Regions from separate parts of the Triticum aestivum genome. Here region 1 is linked to region 2. The links are chromatin contacts, called in public Hi-C maps. All regions are on one chromosome and are shown on one strand. The core of a region is the stretch at or near the end of the contact, and the rest is flanking DNA. Distances in the headings are between cores, read along the strand shown.

Region 1 (3,842 bases), core at 286-2,785, 260 kb after region 2:
ATCTATACAACACTAGAGAGGATCAGCCTACTCTGAATTGGGCTTTGAGGTTTCAGACCGTCAAAGATGTCGCGTCCGGCTTGCTTTATCTGCATGAGAGGTGGGAGAAAGTTGTCATCCACAGAGACATCAAGGCCAGCAACGTGCTCCTCGACAAAGACATGAACGCCCAGCTTGGTGACTTTGGGCTAGCAAGGCTGTACGACCATGGGGCAGACTCGCAAACCACGCACGTGGTCGGCACCATGGGTTACTTGGCTCCGGAGCTCATACGCACGGGCAGGGCGTCCCCTCTGACCGATATGTTCGCCTTTGGCATATTCCTTCTTGAGGTTGCATGCGGACAGAAACCCATCAAGGAGAATGCGCAAGGCGGACAGATAGCGCTCGTCGACTGGGTGCTGGAGCACTGGCGTGATGGTACGCTCATGGAGACGGTGGACGCGAGGCTCCAGGGTGAGTTCGACATCGACCAGGCAGGGCTGGTGCTCACGCTAGCGCTCATGTGCTCACACCTTCTCGCTAGCGCGAGGCCTGGCATTGGACAAGTCATGCGCTATCTGACCGGTGTTACGCCCCTCCCTGAGCTCACACCAACAGATGTGCTCACCTTGATGCAAAACAAGGGGTTTGACGAATCCGCCATGTCATATCCGGATCTGGTGTCGAGCTTTGGCACAATTTCCACCCTCTCGGGAGGAAGATAACCTCAGTGCTAGCTTAATTCACGGCTTCAATAAGTTTTACTAGTATTATGCATGTGTAGTGCCAGAAGTTCGTAATTAGAATTGTAAACCCAATAATTATCCTTTGGCCGCAGTACACTTTCAAATTACCGTGGCCAACATGTAAGAAGTTATATTGTTCAAAACTCAGAACTCGAAACAAGGTGATACGGGACACACGATAGTTTTTCTCGACTATTTTGTTGCAATATGCATGAAGTTGTCGTATTGGTTTTCCCAGATACTGCGACGTTTCTTCTTCATGTTTTCGCACACACCAAAAAATACTGTGACGGCCCCTCAATAAAAAGAATACTGCAGAAATGTTGTAAATATCAAGAAAAAAACGCACAGGGAGGCTTTGCTGCAATGGTCTAGCGGGGTGCCGACCTGTGGATATGACACCGGCGCCGTGGCTGATAGTATGAAGGAAGCCTCCGACTCGGAGACATGGACGCCAATAATTCCTCTCTCAACAGCCGTCTAGACTCGAGCACAAAGTGGTTACATTTTCCCTGTGGCCCTTTGCCAGCAGCACGGTACCATCCCATCTGCTATAACAAAATGGCAAAAGCAAATCACAATCACAATGCAGATTCATGCACATACCACAAGACTGACGATAAATGAACTGCACGAATCTTGGACCACAGCTGTGGTTGCAAGGGGAAACAATACCATGAGATGTCCTCCACTCCACAACACTCTGTTACATTGTCATCAGTAACAATTATGGCGCAGGAAATTATCTAGTGTGTAGTAACAAAAACAGTGACAACAAGAACAGTAAAAATGCATGATGTCCTGAGAGGGAAACTAGTTCCAGTTACTCTACACAGTGCATGACACAAGACATGAAACGGCAAAAGGAAGAGGAAGAAATATCTTGCTTCAAAATCCAACTACCCTAAGAAGATGCTAGTGCCAGGCTAAAGGCCAGGCCGAGAATCAAAACAACAGGAAGAGACACGTATTTGGATCTTGAGAAGAAACAGATTGGAGGGAGGTCCAGTCCAGAGATCCATGCAACAGAATACAAACAGTCCAGCAGCGCGCTGCAACCCCAGATTATGGATTAGGCGGGAATCTTGCCGATATCCCCTTCCACCACTCGTTCCTTCCTACCACTCGTTCCTTCCCAGCCCAAGCTGGGCCACCACAGAAAGCAAGCTCTTGCTTCCATCCACAGCTCCCTCCTATGGCCACCGCTCCCCCTTCCTCTCCTGCTCTCCACTGATCATCTCATCTCTTTCTTCTTGGTGCTCCCCCCTGGTTTTAGCTTCTGCCACTCCATGTCTCAATCTTCTCCTTTCTTTTCCATTGCCCGAGCACATGCTGGAGCAGGAGGGCGAGCTGCGGCTGCCGCTCTCCTGCTCCGTTGCCCTGCCGCTCAGCTGCCACCCACCATTCACTGCCCAAGGTACTTCCGTCTGGCTAAAGTGTCGCCTGCCAAGACACTGAGCTCGCACCTGGTGCTTCCGCGCGCCACACTCTCCTCCTTTGCAGACGCTGACGATGGCTCCAGTGCAAACTCGGATGCCTCGGGGGAGCGGAGCGGAGGATCCGAGCTGTCAGAGATGGCAAAGGCGTTCCATATTTCACCACGGATGGCCATGTCAATCTCTGTGGTGATTGCATTTGCAGCTCTCACTGTTCCACTGGCGATGCGCTCACTGCTCTTCCATGGGACGACCAAGATGAAGGTGCTGGCATATCTGACCCTTCTGTCAGGATTCTACATGGCATGGAACATTGGAGCGAATGATGTGGCAAATGCCATGGGGACGTCGGTAGGATCTGGTGCTTTGACTCTCCGGCAGGCGGTGCTGACTGCAGCTGTGCTAGAGTTCTCTGGTGCATTCCTTATGGGCACCCATGTCACCAGCACCATGCAGAAGGGCATCCTCGTCACATCTGTCTTCCAAGGAAATGATTCTCTGCTCTTTGCTGGATTGCTGTCCTCCCTCGCTGCTGCTGGTACATGGTTGCAGGTAACATTCCATCACAGATAACCATTTTGAGGTTTGTTATACTATGTCAATCAGATGACGCGGTCCCTTGGTTCCATTAGCATCACATAATTATTCAAGATTCTCACAGTTGCCGTCTACAGAAAAGCAGAAGATGTAAGATATCTTCAGTGGCATATTTATGATACTACTAGTTTCACCTATCTAACAGCAAAAACCTATGCACTTGTAGATGCTATCTCTGATTCTAGGGAGCCTGATTACATAAGAAACATTTATCTTAAGATAAGTATAAGAAACTAGCAAAGGGAAAGGCACTTGACAGATTCAAATTCAACATTTAGTTTTAGCCTGGTTGATGTGGAAATCAGAAAACTTTGATCTATATTTTGATTTTTAGGATCCAGTTATAGGCAGATTCAGGATCATCAGTTCAAACTTCAACACCTCACTTCCAATTCAGAGGTTGCTATCTAAACTTTGAACAACTACTTCAGCTAGGGAAAGTACAGAAACAACAAATAGGGGAACTGAACAGACAAAGTTAATATACTATGCTGGAGTAAGAAAATTTTAGTGGATCACTAATTGCATTATTAGGTAATATGTTTCATCTATTTATTCAACAGAGTGTTGATATTGATACAATCCAGTGAAAATTCAATGCAATTAGCATGCTTACAAAAAAAAAAATTATCATCACCAAATCTAATATATCCACAAGCAATGCACTTGAGTTTACAGCCTTGAGAATGTAGCATATATTCATAAGCATCTGTCTGGATTACCCTTTTTTATTTATTATAGGTTGCTTCCTCTTATGGCTGGCCTGTGTCAACTACCCATTGTATTGTTGGGGCTATGGTTGGTTTTGGGCTGGTATATGGAGGGGTCAATGCAGTTTTCTGGAGCTCCTTGGCTAGAGTATCTTCGTCATGGCTTATTTCTCCACTGATGGGTGCTGCAGTCTCATTTCTTGTTTACAAGTGCATACGCAGGGTGAGTACTATACTAACTTTACTTGCAACATGGTAAATGAGAAAACAAGACATCTTTGCAAGATTATTAGTCAGACATCTTATTGAGCAGATAATCACAGAAACTAAAATCTCCTAAATAAAAGACATAAACACTATTTCTACTAACC
Region 2 (3,958 bases), core at 1,405-3,904:
TCTCTCGCCGCATGGGACATGGTCTGTAAACCTAAGAACAAAGGAGGCCTCGGTGTGCTAAACCTTAGAATCTAGAATGAGGCCCTACTCATGAAATTCTTGCATAAGTTTTACAACAAGTTGGACATCCCCTGGGTACAACTTACCTGGGATGCTTATTATGATCAGAAAATTCCACACGCCACATATCCTATTGGGTCATTTTGGTGGAAAGACGTTCTCAAGCTAACTCCAGAATTCCGCGGGATCTCTCGAGTCAATATTGTCTGTGGAACCACAACCCTCTTTTGGAAAGATCTCTGTACCGATCAATTACTCTCGGAGTCACACCCACGGGCTTACTCGTATGCAGTCAACGAGGATGTCTCTGTGAGAGATTTCTTGGGGATCACGTCATTGGGAATGGCCTTTCATCTACCACTATTCCCCAGGCTCATGATGAGGTCAGGAACTTGCAATTAATTGCGGCCACTACACAACCAATGACTGCCACGTCGGATGTTTGGCACTACGTTTGGGGCAAAACTACTTTTAAATCCACGGATTACTACAAATTCTTCTTCCGATGGCTCTGGAGATCTAAATGCACAATGAAGCTGAAAGTTTTTGCTTGGTTTTTACTCAATGACAGACTCAACACCCGTAATATGCTCAAGAGACGTCATTACAACATAGGAGATGATCATAATTGTCTACTTTGTGGGCTTAACATAGAAGAAACAGTTGAGCACATGATCTTCACTTGCAACTTCAGTAAGCACTGTTGGCACGCTCTGGACATAAACTGGGAACCTTTTTCTGGTCGCCTTCAAGCCATTGAGGATCAGAAAGCCTCCCACCCTACACCTATGCTACAGAAATTTGCTGTGGCAGCGTGGAGTATCTGGAAGGAAAGAAACAACAAACACTTCAGAGCTATAGATCCTTCCTTCAGCTCCTGGTTAGGCAGATTCAAGAAAGACTTTCAGCTCCTTCAACACAGGGTCAAAGAGGACCACAAGTCCTTTGTACTCAACTTTGTAAACTCACTACCCTAAGCCTTAGATCTTATTTTGCTACTTTTCTGCTTGATCCAAAGTGATCAAGCATCCACTCCCCCCTCCCCCCATGTAAATACTCACCCCCGTATAGTGCCCGTTATTTTAATATATTAACACAGTAGGAGCCTTTCCTACTGTTCACGGTCGAAAAAAACCAAACAAACTTGCGAAAACAAAAAAAAACCTCTGAAAAAAACCTTAAACCTATCTCACATCCTCACCTCAGCTGCCACCATGACCAAGAAGTAAGTACGACCTAGATAGGCATTAGCAGGACAAGGACAACACCATTTATGTATGTTGATTATAGGGTATCATATTATGTATATGAGTATTTGTTTATGGGGCCCCGTTCCGCAGTGGGGCATGGGTATGGGGAAATTTCATCCCCAGTCATGTAAACGGGGATGGGGATGGGATGATAGGGAATAGATGGGGATGGGTATGTTGTAGGTATCCCCATAGGGAATTGTCCCCATTGCCATCCCTATCTTCCACGAGTGCCTCATGGGAAAAAAACACGGTTTTTCTTCCACTAGAGGCACACATTTGCTTATCGTGGGGGCACAGGTTTGCTTCTACGAGAGGCACAGTTATGCCTCTTCGAAAAGAGAAAAAAAATCACGTTTTTCCTTCTGCGAGAGGCATAAATTTGCTTCCGCGAAAGGCACTACTGTGTCTCTCAAAAATAGAAAAAGTGAGAAAAAATTGGCTTCCGGCTTGTTTTTCCTCTTACTTTTGTTTCTCGATTTTCTTTAAGAAAAAGTTTGTCAAAGCCTATTAGCATGGGTTCCAGTGTCGAAGATCTTGGTGCAAGAAATCCGACGATAAAACGTTTCGCGATTTGGATGCAGGGTTTAAGAGACAAATATTTGGAATAAACGAATCTAATAAAAAGGAAAACTCCATAGTTGCGACAAGTGGCGCACATGCAATGCGCCATTTATTATAATTTGGAAGTGATCTTTGCAAGGGATACCCCTTAATTAGCAATGAAAAAATAGCGCGCTATACAACATAGCGTCGTCCCTGAAAATATGCTATTGGCGCGTTATAGCGTGCTATTGACGAGACATTGCACATTAATTAATTTAGCGAAACAATTCTCTACACTCTATAGCGTGCTATTAAAGACGCTATAGCGCGCTATTTTTTCAGTGTTAATTAGTGATTTTGATCTAAAAGAGATTTAGCGCTGTAAAGTCCAAACTTGTTGTAAAGGGCAATGAAAAAGAAAAACTACTACACAAATGCCCAGTCTGGCTTTGCTCACTCAAAAAAAGAAAAAAAACACGACAGGAGAATGAGATAAATGTACACGAACCTAAAAAAGCTGTACACGCACAGATCTCAGCCTCAGCTAGCTAACAATTAGCAAAACCGTGTATTTTTTAATTGAGATTGCTAAATCTCAGTCGACTGAGACTTAAGAAGTGTCAATCGATGCTATATTTGTAAGATCTTATGTGGAGACATGTGTATAATTTTATTTTATTTTGTTATATGTTTTGTCATTTAACTGAGAGTTGGCTTTAGATCTAGTCACATCTGTTTTTTAATTGTATATAAGGAAGATTTAGCCGCAAAAGAAAATGTTAGGAAGATAATTCCACCATGTCGTACTTCCAAGCCGCATATGATGGACGCCGTCACACCGTGCCGCAGAAAAAGACCACATCCGCGTTAAGAGAAGAAAGGAGTAGTACAGTTCAGCCACGACAACTTGGCCTCGACGTACAACACAACCCTCTCATGTCTCGCATGAAGCTCATCTGCTTCCTCCTGCTCGGAGCCGTAGGACTAGGAGCACTTGATCTCGTAGCCAGCCTGGTGGACGACCAGTTTGTGTACTCCGGCTTCGCCGGCGCCGGCCTCACGTTGGACGGCTCGGCCACGGTCACGCCAAGCGGCCTCCTCGAGCTGACCAACGGCTCGCTCCAGTTGAAAGGCCACGCCTTCCACCCGACTCCGCTCCGCTTCCGTGAGCTACCCAACGGCACGGTGCGCTCCTTCGCCGCTTCGTTCGTGTTCGGCATCCTCTCCGCCTACCCCGACATGAGCGCGCACGGTATCGTCTTCGTCGTTGCTCCCACCACGGATTTCTCGACCGCGCTGGCGAGCCAGTACCTGGGCCTTGTCAACGTCCAGAACAACGGCCACGAGAGCAACCGCATCTTCGCCGTCGAGCTGGACACCTTGCAGCAGGACGAGTTCCGTGACATCAACGACAACCATGTGGGCGTTGACATCAACGGCCTCGTCTCGCTGCAATCCAGCAACGCCGGCTACTACGTCGGCGGCGACAAGGAGCGCTTCGAGAACCTGACGCTCATAAGCCACGAGGCGATGCAAGTGTGGATCGACTACGACGCGGGGACTAATCGGATCAACGTGGCCTTGGCTCCGCTCGGCGTGGCCAAACCTGCCAGGCCACTGATGTCGGCCACCTACAACTTATCTTCGGTGATCACGAGCACCGCATACGTGGGGTTCTCGTCGGCGACGGGCTCATTCGACTCGCGGCACTACGTGCTTGGCTGCAGTTTCCGCATGGGCAGCACTACTGCTCCGGCCATGGACATCGCCAAGCTGCCAACGTTGCCCCGTGAGATCCCCAAGGTTCGGTCCAAGGTCCTGCAGATCGTCCTCCCAATAACATCTGCAGCGGTCGTACTCGCTCTGGGCACCGTCGTCGTTCTCCTGTTGCGCAGGCGACGAAGGTACACCGAGCTACGGGAAGATTGGGAGGTCGAGTTCGGGCCGCACAGGTTTCCGTTCAAGGATCTACACCACGCCACCCAAGGATTTAACAGCAAGAACCTACTCGGCGTAGGGGGTTTCGGGCGAGTTTACAGAGGCGTGCTTCCAGATTGTAATATGGAGATCGCAGTGAAGAGGGTGTCGCATGACTCCAGACA

Evidence for each region. Hi-C and Micro-C count contacts between places; a contact is called where the count stands out from the background.
Region 1: a contact with region 2 is called in a Hi-C map of leaf, with 4 times the contacts expected there. The contact joins the promoter of LOC543106 here to the promoter of LOC123141488 in region 2. A contact is called at or near these places in 5 of 5 Hi-C or Micro-C datasets (leaf, root and an unstated tissue) and 1 of 1 datasets of contacts at active chromatin or transcription factors (leaf).

The regions. Positions count from the first base shown.
Region 1 is chr6D:286,220,400-286,224,241 of IWGSC CS RefSeq v2.1, forward strand. LOC543106 (inorganic phosphate transporter 2-1, chloroplastic) reads left to right here and starts at 1,536. Exons shown (of 3, transcript XM_044563890.1): 1 at 1,536-2,716; 2 at 3,503-3,694. The coding sequence starts at 2,018. LOC123144682 (L-type lectin-domain containing receptor kinase SIT2) reads left to right here. Exons shown (of 1, transcript XM_044563889.1): 1 at 1-923. The coding sequence ends at 707.
Region 2 is chr6D:285,955,715-285,959,672 of IWGSC CS RefSeq v2.1, forward strand. It overlaps LOC123141488 (L-type lectin-domain containing receptor kinase SIT2), which reads left to right and starts at 2,655. Exons shown (of 1, transcript XM_044560614.1): 1 at 2,655-3,958. The coding sequence starts at 2,655.